Linked DNA regions of Oncorhynchus mykiss: region 2 is linked to region 1. The links are chromatin contacts, called in public Hi-C maps. All regions are on one chromosome and are shown on one strand. Each heading gives the region's core, a stretch centred on a gene start, on an enhancer-like site or on the middle of the called end of the contact. The rest is flanking DNA. Distances are from core to core; before and after follow the strand shown.

Region 1 (3,620 bases), core at 284-2,783:
AGATGTCCAAATAGTTTGATTTATGTTTTTATATCTTAACTACGACACAGTTGTTTTCTTGTATGGAATCCATATTAGGAAGTCATCAGTTAGGGGTGCCTGATGTGGGTCAAAGGTCTTGTGGCTCAATGGCCCAGTTTCTATGACGTACTGACCATTAGAGGTCTGGGGATTGATGTACTTATGCTACTGGTATTGGCCCAGTTGTTTATCCCATCATGTTTTTGCCACTTTGTTATGAGCCCTTTCCCCTGCTGAGTTTGTGTGTGTGTAAGTCCATACTAATAGCCCGTAAATCTTTTCCTGCCCAATGTTGACCTTCTTTTTTCTCTCTCTCACAACCAGCACTGTGCTCTTAATCGGCGGGTTACAGACACATCTGTTGCCAGAGTGGTCCGAAAGCGGCAGGAACAGGGAGCAAATGACTCGCTAGCTTTTCCAATACGAGGGATGAGAGGGGGACAAAGGGGGGGCCAAAGGGGAGGACAAAGGGATTTTCCTGGAGAAGAGTGGCTAATGGGCTCTCTCTCTCTGCCCCTCTCTCTCTCTCTCTCTCTCTCTCTGCCCATCTCTCTTTCTCTCTCTCTCTCTGCCCACCTCTCTCTCTCTCTCTCTGTCTCTCTCTCTCTCTCTGTCTGTCTCTCTCTCACTCTCTCTGGTGCTCTCTCTCTCTCTCTCTCTCTCTCTCTCTCTCTCTCTCTCTCTCTCTCTCTCTGCCCATCTCTCTGTCAGTATCTGTGGTTCCAACCATAGATAAAGAGATTATGGGCCATAAACAGGGCTTAAGAGACGGTTGGGATCGACCTATAATGTTGTTGCCCTGGTTAATGGTTGGTCCTTTGGTCTGCAGAGCAGTAGGAGGTATTACACCATCCAGTCACACAGAGAATACGGCTTGGGACTGTGCTTGACTGCCCCCCTGGTGTTGACTGACTGAATACTCAATGCAAAACAAGTTTTTTGTTGTTGTGTGTGTTTTTTACATATATTGTTAAACCTTTGTTTGGCGGAGAGAAAGAATCTGAATGTTCATTATTCTGGCGCAACAATGATGATATCCCCGGAATGTGGTTCCAGAGTTTGATTGAATATCAACCTTATAATGAATGGGGGATGCTGGCTGCTACTACGGCAGTGTTGGCTGTGCTCCTAATTGTGCTTATCTGTGTGTCCACACACCCTCTTGACACTATGTTTAAGTGGAGAGGGAGAGAGAGGGAGAGAGCTCACGTCATCAATTCAAGAAACAATCATCACACTATAGAGAATACGGATTTCTTGCATCAACATCAATTCCCAGCCTCCCTGTCTGATCCCTCTGTCTGTCAAGGTTGTATAAATAAAACTTCGGCCTCACACACACACACACACAGACACACACACACACACACACACACACACACACACAGTCACAGTCGTTTGTGTGAAGCTGTATGGTCCTTCACGCATGGTCAGCCCACAGCCTTGCACGCTCTAGCTGGTGAAAACGGGTGCTGTCTGTCTGTCAGTCAGTCCCTGCAGTGAGAGCTTATGACAATGGCATCCCGTCAAAAGGGAAGTGTAGTTTCCTTCTCTGTGTCACAGCAGCCCAACTAAATGTACTGTCCCAGGGTATGCCCAACAAACTCTCTGACCTCCGGAAGTGAAAAAGAACAGAACAAACTGCCTTGTCAGGCCTTTTCAAGCTCCATTTAACATAATGGGTCAGAAAGGAAAACACACATTAGTCGTAATTAAGACATCAACAAACCCCTTTGATACAAAACAACACAGCGATGGATTTCTTCAAAGACAACACACTGCCCGAAACAAGCAGATCTAGCTTACTCACCTTTTTGAAAATAAAAACTATTTTCCTTTTTAGCGTTTGTCTGAGCATGCATTCGTCTTACACTATATTCACACTGCTTGGTTTGTTTATTCTGTCTCTGAGGAGAGTACAAACAACAAACAGTAAACAGAAAGTAGACCTATAAGCCCAGGCCCAATCATCTGCCCCTGTGGCTCCCTGTGGGAATTCTGGGAAATTGAGTTTGACATCCTCCCTAATGTATTTTCCTCCATCTCTCTCGTCCTCTTTGGTCGATTAGCACCACTTATAGACTGTGTATGTTTACGTTACCGCTCCCTGTAGATTAAATTCAAAATGGTGGACTAATTATGGAATGGGAAAGGTGTAATGAGCAAGTCTTTACTGCTTAGGGAAAAGCAATGGAAAGAGTTTATTAATCACAAACGAGAGGGGTCAAAAGTAAGCTAATGAATGGGATGTACACGTAAACACCCATTTTTCAAAAGGGCAAATGATACACTTAAGCTGTCATGGGAGTATTTTGGTTAATGGAATGGGTAGAGGAAGCTAAATGCAAAGACCTTTAGAGTCGGTAACTTCAAGAATTTGTACAGTAAGGTAAGATCAGGTAAGGTACAGTTGTGGAATGTGTACAGTAAGGTAAGATCAGGTAAGGTACAGTTGTTGAATGTGTACAGTAAGGTAAGATCAGGTAAGGTACAGTTGTTGAATGTGTACAGTAAGGTAAGATCAGGTAAGGTACAGTTGTGGAATGTGTACAGTAAGGTAAGATCAGGTAAGGTACAGTTGTTGAATGTGTACAGTAAGGTAAGATCAGGTAAGGTACAGTTGTTGAATGTGTACAGTAAGGTAAGATCAGGTAAGGTACAGTTGTTGAATGTGTACAGTAAGGTAAGATCAGGTAAGGTACAGTTGTTGAATGTGTACAGTAAGGTAAGATCAGGTAAGGTACAGTTGTTGAATGTGTACAGTAAGGTAAGATCAGGTAAGGTACAGTTGTTGAATGTGTACAGTAAGGTAAGATCAGGTAAGGTACAGTTGTTGAATGTGTACAGTAAGGTAAGATCAGGTAAGGTACAGTTGTTGAATGTGTACAGTGAGGTAAGATCAGGTAAGGTACAGTTGTTGAATGTGTACAGTGAGGTAAGATCAGGTAAGGTACAGTTGTTGAATTTGGGAAAATAGCTTTTCTTTATGTTCAGTTGTATATTCTATCTACAATATAAGGAGGAGACTTTCACCCATTCGTTATGTCTGGTTGATGCCAGGCCTAAGGAGCGCTGACAGTTTGAGGGAATGACAGACACCACTTTAGGAAGCCAGTGGTGGGTCCTCATTGGAGGAAGATGGAGTTTGTCTTGAGCTGCCAGGCAGTCGCTGCTTATCACTCCGAGTGGATTTAGTTTGACTCCGATGGACTCAGATTGGGCGGGAAACAATGCACCTGTGATATTTGAGCATTTCCTGTTGTGCTGTAAGTTGACATTTGGAACCGCTAATTTGTGGTTCGTTTATTGATTGTATCGAAGCGGACTGTAAAAATAAAGGCTTTCTAAGCTAAATAAAGCCTTTCTAAGCTAAATAAAGCCTTTCTAAGCTAAATAAAGCCTTTCTAAGCTAAATAAAGGCTAATTCTTTCTTCCTTATATGCTGCAAGTCCCTGTTGTATTACGGTGATACATGTGGTGATGTGATGGGGAAACAGGGTTTGGTGACCCCTTTATGGGTGGGATTGTCAGTCTCTTTCAGCTATTGCCTCATGTTACCCCATGCCACCCAATGCAACGCCTTTCAACCTTTACCTCAA
Region 2 (3,620 bases), core at 565-3,064, 36 kb before region 1:
AACAGTGTCAGATAAGTCAATGTTTCCCAGGAATGAATGACTGGATTGAATAAGAAATTATTATTGATTACAATTATTGATACACAAATGCAGGTCAGTGAGTAAGTGAACAACGTATGTAATGGGTGGAAGAATGACTGAACATGAAGCCACAGGTTTCTCTATATACAACCCTAAACTAATTCACTACATCTGAATTCTCATGAACAGACCTTTATCTTAAGCTTTTTCTTTTTGAAACACTAATTCTCTGTTTAGTTCCTCAAAGTGACTTTCTCTCTGATGCGACTTGGCCTATGGAATTCCCTGGAGCACGATGACTCTTGGGAGATGTGAAAGTTGGTTTGTCACTGATAGGCCACCACACACACACAAACACACAGTCTTGTACAACTAACCTTGTGGGGACACACAATTCAGTCCCATTCAAAATCCTATTTTCCCTAACCCATACCTTAACCCTAAAACCAACCCTAGCTCCTAACCCTTAACTTAATTCTAATCCTAACACTAATTCTAACCTTAATTGTGGTGTGGTGTGTAGGGACAAATGCTCGCTGCCTGCTAGACCTTTTTTTTTGCTCTCTCATGCTCTGTTTCACTTTTGATTGAGCTTTTGTTGTGGTTTTGTATAGGCTATTCTAATGTGGTCTCCAAACAGAATGTTGTAGAAAACAGAGACTGGTCTTATCAGGTAGCTCACTAGTCAGTGTCGTTTTCCAAGCTGTAGTACACCCATAATGTGTGCTCTGTGGATATTCATACTTGTCTTTGTCCACGCTTCAGTACACAAAGAAGAGTGGTGATTCTGAGAGCATTGGAACTTTGGATTGATCCTTTGTTCTTTTGTCCTCTACTCTTTCTCTCCCTCGTTCCAGTGGGATGCGTAGGGGCAGGTATCATGTTGCTCTGTACGTCTGAGGAAACATTGATAGTCCTCCACTGCGTTCAGAAGTCCCACACCGAGACCATGGCTAGATATGAGGGGAAACATGAGCCTGTGTGTGTGGACACAAACACCACCAGCAGGGAGAGACCGGGGTCTTCTTTTGGGAAACTGGGTAACCCAAGGATGTCGGTCAGTTTCATCAATACTGGGACAACGGCTTGCTAAAGAGCTGTGTGTGTGTGTGTGTGTGTGTGTTAGCGAGCTTCCAAATAAAAATACTTTATCATTAACATTCACATGCCTTTGATACAGCATCCTATCTTTCAAGTATTCAGTGTGGTTTCTTTTGTTAGAAGTTCTTTGAAGAAAAATAATGATTGAATGAAAAGAGAGGAAAAAAACACCTGTTGTGGAGGAGAACTAGACTGTTCTTTTGTGTGGGATGTTAAGGTGAACACGCAAATCAGTGGATGGTGGATCAGGTTAAATGTTTCAATAAATGCGTGTCGGGAAGCAGTTGTAAATGGTTAAATATAATGCAAAGGTGAGAGGATGACTATTGCCAAACATGACTAATGACATGGTCTGTTCTCTTCCCACCTGGTCTCCAAGGAGACCAACCACAGGTCTTTACAATAAGGGGTAGAACTGCATTTTCTGTTGCATGTTTGGTGAGAGAACAGATACTGGTGAGGTAGGCTTTGTGTTCTCTAGTCTAGGTGTCACGTGAAGGTTGATCTTGTGGGTTCTAGCATACGGTGTAAATGTACAACTTTCTATCTCCTTCATAACGACCTGCAATGATCTTACACACTCAATCACAAACACGTCTTACACTTTGTCTGTGTTTGGCTTACCACACATAAGTGCCATTATTTACTGACAACGCTGGCAAGGATGTAGTTGGCAGCAGCTGGCACAACCAGCATGCCCTCTGCCCTGCCCCTAATCCACAGCCTGCCCACAGCAGGGCACAGAGAGCCAGACAAGGGGGGGAGGGAACTGTATACAAAATGTATGTGTGTGTGTACTGAATGGCTAGTATCACCCTCATGTCAGTCCATGCCTCATTTAGTTCCACTACCTCTAGTGAGCGTGCTAAAATTCACACTAGGCAGCTTGACTGTGAATATTGCTGTCCCAAGAGTTGTATATCTTACTGTATTGACTTGGAAGTAGAATGCTGTCCCATGTGTTGTAGATCTTACTGTTTTGACTTAGAAGCAGGTTAGAGTGAATTCTACTCTTTGGTAGGTTGTCCAGGTTTTGGTTTTGCCACACACTGCCACACTCACAGTTGCTCTTCCCCTGTCAAACAGCCCAAAGGCATGTGTGTGTGTGTGTGTGTGTGTGTGTGTCAGCCATCCATGTCCCCAATCCCTGACTTGTATGCAGACTGTGGTAACCTTGACAATAACTCTCGCCTTGCGGGGGTGGGTGGCCCTATATACACACACACACACACACACACACACACACACACACACACACACACACACACACACACACAGAGAGAGTCTGACGCTGGGGGCCGTTGTCATGAGGCTAGCCATAAAAGCATGCCCTATGAGTGGGTTTAAACTACACGCAGTGCAGAGTAAGAGGGGGGGAACCAAGTAAGAGGAAATGGTTTATGTTTTGTCTGAGTATTTATCTGAAGATTACATCTACTGAGCATTTCCTTTGTGCATTAATTGTATCTATGTTTACTTTGTGTATAAGACTAAACTGTCTTATTTCCGGCCATGCATCAAGGGGAGATTTCCGACCAGGGTAAATGGAAAGTACAGTGCCTTTAGAAAGTATTCATGTCCATTAACGTATTCCACGTTTTTTTGTTAAGTCTAAATAAAACATTTATTAAATCATGTATTTTTTCTCTCCCTTCTACACACAATACCCCATAATGACAAAGTGAAAACGTGTTTAGAAATGTTTGCTAATTTATTGAAAATAAAATATTAATTTACATACAGTACTAGTCAAAAGTTTGGACACACCTACTCATTCAAATTAAATTAAATCAAATGTTATTTGTCACATGCGCCAAGTACAACCGGTGAATGTGAACAGTGAATGCTTACTTACAAGCCCTTAACCAACAATGCAGTTTTAAGAAAAATAAGTGTTAAGTAAAAAAATAAAAATAGGTTAAAAATAACATAGTTGGAGAGCAGCAGTAAAATAACAGTAGCGAGGCTATATACAGGGGGTACTGGTACAGAGTCAATGTGCAGGGGCACAGGTTAGTTGAAGTAATCTGTACATGTAGGTAGAGTTACAGTGACTATGCATTGATGGTAACCAGAGAGTAGCAGCATCGTAAAAGAGGGGGTGGGCGGTCTTATGGCTTGGGGGTAGAAGGTGTTAAGAAGCTTTTTTGACCTAGACTTGGCACTCCTGTACTGCTTGCTGTGCAGTAGCAGAGACAACAGTCTATGACTATGGTGGCAGGAGTCTTTGACAATTTTTAGGGCCTTCCTCTGACACTGCCTGGTATAGAGGTCCTGTATGGCAGGAAGCTTGGCCCCAGTGATGTACTGGGCCGTACGCACTACCCTCTGTAATGCCTTGCGGTCAGAGGCCGATCTATTTGCATAACAGGCAACCATTCAGGGATTTTCACGGATTTTTCTTTGTTTTTACTATTTTCTACATTGTAGAATAATAGTGAAGACATCAAAACTATGAAATAACACACATGGAATAATGTAGTAACCAAAAAAGTGTT

Evidence for each region. A called contact is a pair of places that touch in the nucleus more often than the background predicts.
Region 2: a Hi-C map of liver shows a contact between it and region 1, with 5 times the contacts expected there. The contact joins two enhancer-like sites. A contact is called at or near these places in 3 of 3 Hi-C or Micro-C datasets (blood and liver).

Annotation. Positions count from the first base shown.
Region 1 is chr14:16,006,959-16,010,578 of USDA_OmykA_1.1, reverse strand. All of the region lies in intron 1 of LOC110488910 (alpha-1,3-mannosyl-glycoprotein 4-beta-N-acetylglucosaminyltransferase B), which reads left to right. Among protein-coding and RNA genes, the nearest start is that of LOC110488911, 45 kb to the left of the region's middle. Within about 2 kb of position 1,533, at least 4 of the 11 cell types and tissues checked have an H3K27ac peak or open chromatin away from gene starts, as enhancers often do. A contact at or near this core is called in liver, where this site is marked.
Region 2 is chr14:16,042,860-16,046,479 of USDA_OmykA_1.1, reverse strand. The region is part of intron 1 of LOC110488910 (alpha-1,3-mannosyl-glycoprotein 4-beta-N-acetylglucosaminyltransferase B); the gene reads left to right. Among protein-coding and RNA genes, the nearest start is that of LOC110488911, 9.2 kb to the left of the region's middle. Within about 2 kb of position 1,814, at least 1 of the 11 cell types and tissues checked has an H3K27ac peak or open chromatin away from gene starts, as enhancers often do. A contact at or near this core is called in liver, where this site is marked.